2 separate regions of the Gossypium hirsutum genome follow, and region 1 is linked to region 2. Evidence: chromatin contacts called from public Hi-C data. All regions are on one chromosome and are shown on one strand. The core of a region is the stretch at or near the end of the contact, and the rest is flanking DNA. Distances in the headings are between cores, read along the strand shown. Region 1 overlaps LOC121211032 (a long non-coding RNA gene). Region 2 has its middle 34 kb from the start of LOC107934263.

Region 1 (4,832 bases), core at 570-3,069, 210 kb before region 2:
AGCACCAGGGGCATGGAATATGTATTGATACATACTTCAAAGAGAACGGGTTCAAACAATGTCCCTATGAATATGCCCTTTTCTTGAAGAGAAATGAAGGAATTCAAGATGACAGATTTTGGATTGATGAAGTTTTTCCTTGGTTTAGAGGTAAGACAAGAAGAGACAGGTATTTTTGTGTCATAGGAGACATATGCAAAGGAAATTTTGAAGAAATACAATATGGTATATTGCAAACCGGTATCAACATCAATGGAACCAGGTGTAAAACTCTCGAAATTCAATTGAGGAGAACGAGTTGACGCGATCAAATACTGAAGTTTGGTGGGAAGTCTTAGCTATCTCACTTGTACAAAGTCTGATCTTTCGCTAAGTGTTGGCATTGTAAGTCGGTTCATGAAGGAGCCGGTTTATTCACATTGGAAGGTGTTGAAGCGAATCCTATGTTACATCCAAGGAATAATGTCACTCGGGTTATTCTATTCAAATGTAAGAGATTACAATTTCATTGGGTACTTTGATAGTGATTGGTACGGAGACTTAGACGATTGAAAAAGTACATCGGGATATGTGTTCTTTATAGGTAACACGGTGTTTACTTGGCTTTCAAAGAAGTAACCAATTGTGACACTCTCGACATGTGAAGCTGAATATGTGGCAGCATCTTGGTGTGTGTGTCATGCTATATGGCTCAGAAATTTGTTAGACGAGTTGGAGCAACAACAACTCGGTGCGACTGAGATACCAGTTGAGAATAAATCAGTAATTGAGTTAGCAAAGAACCCAGTGAATCATGAGAGAAGCAAACATATTGACATTCGTTTTCACTTCATCCGATATCATGTAAAGGAAGGAAGTGTGAAATTAGTGCACGTGGTAAGCCAGGACCAAGTTGTAGATATCTTCACGAAACCGCTATTGATGGCACTACTTGACAACTGTAAGAAATTAATCAGCATGAAGGATGGGAGAAGCATTTAAGTTTACGGGGGAGTTTTATTGATTAAACGTTAAATATGATTTTAATGGGTTTAATTTAGAATTTTTTTTATTTGGAGAATGAAAGGTCCAGAGTCATTGGTTGGCTATTATTAGATTTTAATATTTTCAATTTTTTTAAGGATAATAGTCTATAAATAGTTTGTAAGTATTTGATATAACATAGAAAGAGAAAAAAGTAAAAAACTTAGAAGTTAAAAATAAAAGTTTTCTTGAGCAATTTTTCACCATTTGCCCTTTCTTGGTGACCTGTGTAGGGTGTTCTTCCATTCCATTAGTTAGAGGCTGAATAGATTTTGGATGAATATTTTGATGACATTGGTGTTGAAGCTTAAAGGTGGCTTAATAGTTAATTCCTTCAAATGAGCAACAAACTGGGCTGGTTTAATGGCGGTATTGTATATTTTGTTGATCAGCTGGCTTAAAGTGTGTTGCTATGCCCACTAAAGTAAACACCTTACACTTGCCACTTTTAATATCTGAGAATGTAGAGGAAAGGTGATGACTTTGGGCTTTGTGAAGCAGGCCGGTCTTTTTTCTTGGAAAATGAGATTGAAAACCACATGCAATTGATTTCGTAGGAGTAGGATTTGAATTGATATGGTCGGATTTTATTTACTTTGAAAATATAATTTTATAGAAAATATATTTTGAAAGTTTATCGAATAATATTTAAAAACCATAAAATAAAATTTATTTTGACTAGAAATTTAAAACTCAAGTTCAATATAACCAAATCTAAAAAGACTGGACCAAATGGAAGAGTGTGTGAAGAATGGTGCAGGATAGCAAAGCATGTGGTGTGAATGAGAAAAGAGGCCTAATTTGGGCTTATACACAACACATGTATTTTGAGCTAACTCTCATTTCGTTAGAATTAGAAACATTATTCATACATGATTTATTTAATTAACACATAAGAAAGTGAACATGAATATAATATAAATAAACTAAGTTGTCCGTTCAACTTTGTCCTTATTTTTACAAGTTTAAATACTCGTTAAATAATTTAAAATTTTAACTAAGCTTTATATTTATTTATTAGATATATATTGTAATTAGATTGATTGATTATGGTAGTTTATTTAAGAGTTGTATTTTCATTAGTAGTTTAAAAATTGAATTTTGCTTTAGCCTTTTTATTTTACTTAGAATTAGGTTAGCATTGTAAAGGATAGAGATTTGAGTTTAATATACTTTGGACGTGAGCTTTTCTTTCCAAAGTTGAATCATTCAACTTTTTTTTTATTTTATTTCTTTATTATTCGTATTACTAGGTACCACATATTTTCAAGTGTGATAGAAAATTGTTTAGTTGTTGCTAGTCATAAATTGATTAAATACGACCTAAAATAAATTATCTTTTTATCTTATACCAAAAATATATTCTGTGATCTTTAATTGGGCCACCAACTCATTAATGAAATTAAAGAAATATAACATAATTATCTATCTAGGTGTCACCTTTAATTTGGTCACCAACTCATTCATGAAATTAAAAAAACACCTATTCTTTTAAATTATAATTAATATTATTATGATGATACATTTGTCTTTTTCATACTTTTATATCATTTTTAAATAAAAGAATTACACATTACCAACTCAAGAATCGAACATGTGTTTAATAGTATTATAATAAAATTTTATTACGACTTCACATATATTCATTATTAAATAAATTTAAAAGAAATATTTTTTGTGTGGAAAACATACTAACTATATTAAGCTAACATGATCAAAAATTGACAATTCTATCAATTTCAAGAACAAGTGGTAGATCTTCAAGAATGTCTTCAAACACTTGCATATTTGTACTTATTGTCGTGGTCATTTTTGCAATACGATCTGCAACTTGGTTCCTCTCCCTTGGAATGTGCCTTATCCTCTAATGTTGTATATATTGTAATCTCATATGTATCCTTCGTAACTGTTGAGCGATACTCCTCCTTAATCGCTCCATATTTGTTAGAAAGTGTTGTTTGAAGACTAACAATAAAAATAGTTGAATACGTTGAGGTCCCAAAAACTTTCAAATAACCTTTTACCATCTATCTTTAGTATGCCAAGAACTCTCTCAAAGTGATCTATACACGCTTTTCACTATAAAAGCCCCAGTGGAAGTGCTAATCCAATTAATTCTATCTTCCCCTACAAAGAAATACGGAGGGGGAATACTAACAATTCTTTGAATAATATCCTTCGACAACCATACTCTAAACAAGTTCAGATTCCAGACCCCATCTCTAGTTACCATGTCATGCAACAAATTATTTGATATAAGGTTATTATGAGTAGGTACATAGTTTATCAAAAGACCTAAATTAGGTATCCAAGGGTCCTTCCAACAACGTATAGAGTTCCCAGTTCCTGCAGACCAAACTAAGTTTTCACGCAATAAAGGCCATACCTTAACAATGACTCTCCAGATAGCTAAACAGTTTCCTTGCGCTATATTTTTGGATGCCTTTTTCATTATCCAGTATTTTTCTTGGAGAACCTGAACCCATAGTTTATCATATTTGGATACAAGATTAAATTCCAACTTTAATAAAAAAGAGGAATTATGATCCTCTAGATACCGAAACTCGAGGCTACCACAAGAACATGGTTGGCAAATAGAATCCCACTCAACCAGTGACATCTTCCTTACACCATTAGAAGAACCCTATACAAACTGTCTTACCAAGTGTTCAATTTCATCATATATATACCTTTAGGAGTCCGCATAGACTGCGTAAAATAGTTAGGGATAAAAAGAAAAATAGTTTAAGCAAGAGTAATTCTACCTGCTAGTGACACCTACTTAGCGTCCCATTGATTTAGTTTACTTCGTACCTTCTCTACCACAAACCTCAAACTAGAGCAAGTAACTCTATCATGGAATAACGACACCTCCAAATAGGTACCAAGGTTATGTACCTTTTGAAACCCAAACAGGTTGCTCAATCTATCACCAAGATCAATGTCCACTCTTTTAGAAAAAAAAAAGATAATAGTTTTCCGAGCATTAACCCGATGATCAAAGATACACAAAAATTTTCAAGGATATCCCTAAGGGCCAAAGCATGCTTCAAATCCATCTTAGAAATAATAACCAAGTCGTCTACAAAGAACAAGTGGGATAAATTAAGTCCTGAACAAAATAATCTGATATGACTCCACTTGCTGCTAGAAATGGCTGACTGAATACCATGTCCTAACCATTTCATACATAGCATAAACAGATAAGGGGATAACAGGTAACCCTGTCTAATGCCTCTCAAAGGCTTAAACTTTGGAGTTAGAATTTCGTTCCACAAAATCTGCATTGTAGAGTTCAAAACTGCTGACATGATCACTTTCCTAAAGAACTTCGATATGCCAGCAACCTGAAGGGAAACATCAATAAAATCCCACTGTAACCTATCATAAGCTTTTTCAAGATCTATTTTAATAGCCATCTACCTTTTATTCTTAGCCTTCATAGAGTGTATGACCTTCTGGGCAATAACAATATTATCTGAAATATTTCTTCCCGCAATAAAATTAGTCTACTCATGAGAAATAATTTTTGGGAAGATTATCTGGAAGTTGTAATAGGCCCATTTCGCCTGGGCCCGTTAAGATCCAAAAAAAAACCAGAAATTAAAAAACAAAAAAAATCACAAAATAAAAATTCAATAAATGTCCATAGTCCAAATTTACGTTTAGCCCACATACAATTGTTGCCCAAATTTTAAACTCATTTTACAATAAGGCCCAAACCTAAATTAAACCTAATCCTAACCCAAAAACATAGCCCATTAACTATTTTCAGATAGTGGAAACCCTAAGCCACCAAGCCACCGTTC
Region 2 (4,475 bases), core at 709-3,208:
TTTTCAAAACCCAAGTTGACCCCGTTTTTCAATCAAAAAAAAAAAAATGGCGTCAACATATATAACTCAATTCAACCAATTCAACCGTCAAGTCAATAAGTTTTTTTTCCTCCGATTCAATTAATTCATACCGATTTAGGAACTACCAATTACTTTGCTTGCTTCGAACTGATATACCAACTGATTTTCGATCTAATCAATGCAACAACCTTAGACATTGATGGAGTAGGAAAAGGTTTGGCCTCTACCAAAATGATATAATTTTATTTTAGTCTCTTATAATTGCACTTTGTCCCTTTCAAGATAATAAAATTTTAGTTTAATTCTTCTAAAAATTTCGAAATAATAAGTTAAATATAATAATAAAATTATACTTTAACTCTTTTAAAATGTATAATTCTAAAATAAATTTCCAACTTTGTCATTATATATTTTGCATATTTAGTCTTTAGTCTTAATATTATTTAAACTATACCATATAGAAGTATAAAACAATTTGTTTTATAATTGAAAAATAAGTTATAGTGAAGTTTTAAATGTTAAAATTAAATTAGATTATTTTTGAAAAGGTTTTTTTCTTATATAATTTCTCACAAATATGAATTAATAATATTCTACAATCGTAAAGAAATCACACTAAGGTAAAAATTTCATATAATAAAACTAAAATCTAAAAGGTGATTACAAAAAACAAAAAACCAAATAAATAAATAAGAAAAGGGCAAAAGGGTGGAGGTAGATGAAGGTTGCGCTTAATTAATAGATTTACTTCATTCACATGTAATATTTAGAGATTGAAAATACTTGTCTTTCTTTTTTAGAGCAAACCATGTTTTTTTTTTCAATTAAAATCCAATTTGATTTCATAAATATGGTTTCATTCATAACGGAACCCAACTTCCATTCATTCTTAATCTATAACATCTGATTTGACTTTAAAATGAATTTAGGTTTATTTTTAATTAATTGAATTAACATTTTAAACTTTTTCTAATACATTATTTTATTCGAGCAGAAGAAATATTTTATGTGAAAATATTTATTTAATAATTATTATAAGTAGAGTGATAAAAAAATTGCATATAAATATTATCAGCACATGATTGATATTTGGATATATAAATTTGTCGTTAATTCATTTAAAAATTATATAAATATATGAAAAGATAAAAAAAAATTATTATAATTTAAGTTATCATCTAAAAGGAAAAAAATAATTTTTTTTCAATTAGCATGTTGCAATAACTTAATTATGATTATATAATAAGTATATATAACACAGCTAAAATACTAAAACAAACTACTTGTACTCCATACACCAAAAATTGGAACTAAAACATAATAAAGCTAGCAAATGAGTGATGGCAATCTTGGAACTATGAGTCCTTAATGTCTTAAATTGTATTATATTCTGATTTTAATTCGATTAAGAAATCAATTTAGCTTAATCGAATTTTTCTTAAAATAAAAGATTAAGGTTGATTAAACAGCCTAAGCGATAAGTTCGACCCAAAGCTTATATGATTATAAATAAAAAAATCAAAGCCTTTCCTTTACTTTTTTGGGTTCCATGACTATGATTCAATTCTTTGTATATTATATTGACCCAAACTCTAAAATCAAATATAATAAAAATCCAAAAAAGAGAGAGGGAAAAGCAAGAATACACTAATTTCTAATGTATATGTAAAAGAAAGAAGAAGGAAAAAAAGTAGGTTTATAGTCATTTTCTTACGTGGCCTGCTGCTATTGGACATATTTATTTTTAAAACGCTCTGCAATCATTCCAGCTCAGCTTCACAAAATCTAAAAATTAAGCCTCGCTTAATTTAAAACGCGTCGTCTATCCACGTCAGCTCCAACAAAATTAAAAGTGGGTCCTCACCACCCTCTAAAAAGGGCCTTTCGTCTTGGACAAAGTTGAAAACAAGGCAATGGATTTTCGACACTTGTGAATCATTCAGGCGATAGACACGTTTTGGTTTTGGCCTTTCTGAGGGTGTGTACAGATCAAGACACGTGTCGAGTTGAGTGGAAGAATTCTTGCTTTATTTTATTATAAAAAGGGTACACGTATACAAGAGATAAAAAGGCAGTGTATGCAACTTTTGTATCTTTCGGTGCAAAAAGAGTCAACTGACAGTAGCAGTAGTATTAATTTAATGGGGATAATTGGGGGTTTTAAAAAAGCCCTTAAAAATATTAGATTAATTTTGGTCGGCCGCGTGGGCGGTTTAACAGTCTAACAAGCATGCTTTTTCTGTATATATTACTGTTTATTATTAAAATAAGCTAAGCCTTTTGATTTGGATATTTGTACCAAATAGTTGCCTTTTTGGCCGAGCTTTGGTGGTTAAAGCAACGTCGTATGATTATAATATTGAAGAAGAAAGCTATTGTTTGGTTTAGGATAAAAATAAGTTTTGTCTTTGTTACATTTCAAAACTTGCTTTACTCTTCAAAAAATCTTAATAATTTAAATTCGAGTAGAATTAAATTAAATTAAACTAATAATTCCTTTTCACTCAAAAAGAGTTAAAATAATGGATTCTTAATTAAGTATCAAGATTAAAATCCTATTATTTTAACAAAACAATTTATAACTTATCTTTATAAAGTATTACAAGATTCAAATTTTCATTTTAATCAAAACATCAATTAATTTTAAAATAAATTACTACTATTATGTATTATGATGAATTTCTAGAATGTTCGTAGCGTGTTTTGTTGATGAAGACGAAAAACACTTGAGCTTCCTAAGTCAGATCTCACCATTTTTTTCTCTTTGGGGGATTTCCACAAAAATGAAAAAGTTACGGACCCTTTTAAGTCAAGAGATATCAAAAAGTGATATGAAAGTAAGTTGTAAAATGTACCCAAACAACAACTTTCGAGGGAAAAGAAAAAGGTTAAAACAGTATTGGAATTGGAATTTAATAAAATGGTACAAGTTATAGAGATGGGAATTGATATCCAACCCATCTGGGGCTAAAATTTAAGTGGGCCTATTATGAAAAATATTTAAGTGCTCCTCAACTTGTGATGCATATATTTTGTTACCTCTTACAGCTTTGGGCCTTTCACCAAAGTATGTATACACAATTCCCACCTATTTTGGATTTGAACTATATGCTATACAAGTACAATGAATACATTTTCACTTAAACCTAAACTACATTTTCACTTTAACCTAAACTATACCTTCTTTTCTTTTCATCTTCTTGGTTTTTTTTTTACAAGTTCTACTTAAAATTTTTTTTAAGTTGATATCTCCGTTTATTAAATTGTTAGTTAAATTGTTGAGTCTATTTCAAAAAATCTTAACTTATAAATTAGTACCAAAATTAAATTTTTTCTCATTTTAATATCTAAACATTTTTTTTGATCACATTTGGTACTTAAACTATTATTTTATTACCAATTTTACACCAAAATATTATATATGTTTAAAAAAATTAAGTTAATAGACTTAAAAAATATTTTTAATTCTTTTATTTTCTTTTATATTATTTCTCTTTTTATTTTTTTATATTTTATTCTTTTTCCTTATAATTTCAAGTAATACCAATAATGCTCGAAATTCGCCCTCTCGAGGTCGAGATGCCGATGGTTAATTCTGTTTTAGAACTTTACCGCTTGCTTGCTCAACTTGACATGATTGAAAAAGTTATTTCATCTATCAAAACCATTGCTTTTAGAATTAGACTTAATCGACTGATCAAACTAGGAACCGATCAGGGTATAATGTCACAGGCTGCATATCAAAACCCATGGCCATTACGCACAAAACGTCCCATAAAGATCAACTTATTATGTAACACCCCTTACCCACATTCGATGCTGGAACAGGGTACGAGGCATTACCGGACTAAAATACAAGCATTCAACAAAACCAAAACAATAATTTCCATTCAAATTTAAAACTTTTCCAAAAACATATATTTTGTCTTATTATGATCCTTCGAGGCTCGAAACATGTATTGGAAATGGTTTAGGATTAAACCGAGAATTTTGAAAACTTTTTAGAAAACTTAGAAAAATTTTCATGTAAAAAGGGCCACACGCCCGTGTGACATGGGACACGTCCGTGTGGTGTAGCCGTGTAGCCCACATGGCCGTGTTTCTTGGGCGTGTACCTCTCTGACTTGCATCCATGAAGAAACTTAAGTCACACGACCTGAGTACACGTCCGTGTTGCTAGGCCATGTGGTAATTAAAATTTCACATTTTAGGTGCAGACTTCACACGGTCGTATCATACGGCCATGTTGGAGCTCGCGTGTGTCACACGGCCAAGCCACACGCCCGTATGTCTAAACCTGGACATTCTATTTCTCATTTTTAAGATGCAGGGGACACACGACCTTAACACATGCCCATATGGCAGGTCGTGTGTCACACACAACCTAGACACATGCCCGTGTGGACGAAAATAGGCCATTTAAGACCACTTTTCTCTCCCTTATACTATCTTCT

What was found. A called contact is a pair of places that touch in the nucleus more often than the background predicts.
Region 1: a contact with region 2 is called in a Hi-C map of leaf, with 2.4 times the contacts expected there. The contact joins two enhancer-like sites. A contact is called at or near these places in 2 of 34 Hi-C or Micro-C datasets (both in leaf).

Annotation. Positions count from the first base shown.
Region 1 is chrA12:98,156,693-98,161,524 of Gossypium_hirsutum_v2.1, reverse strand. LOC121211032 (a long non-coding RNA gene) reads right to left here. Exons shown (of 2, transcript XR_005906412.1): 2 at 4,644-4,832. Among protein-coding and RNA genes, the nearest start is that of LOC121211032, 3.4 kb to the right of the region's middle. Within about 2 kb of position 1,819, at least 2 of the 9 cell types and tissues checked have an H3K27ac peak or open chromatin away from gene starts, as enhancers often do. A contact at or near this core is called in leaf, where this site is marked.
Region 2 is chrA12:97,945,129-97,949,603 of Gossypium_hirsutum_v2.1, reverse strand. No RefSeq gene overlaps it. Among protein-coding and RNA genes, the nearest start is that of LOC107934263, 34 kb to the right of the region's middle. Within about 2 kb of position 1,958, at least 6 of the 9 cell types and tissues checked have an H3K27ac peak or open chromatin away from gene starts, as enhancers often do. A contact at or near this core is called in leaf, where this site is marked.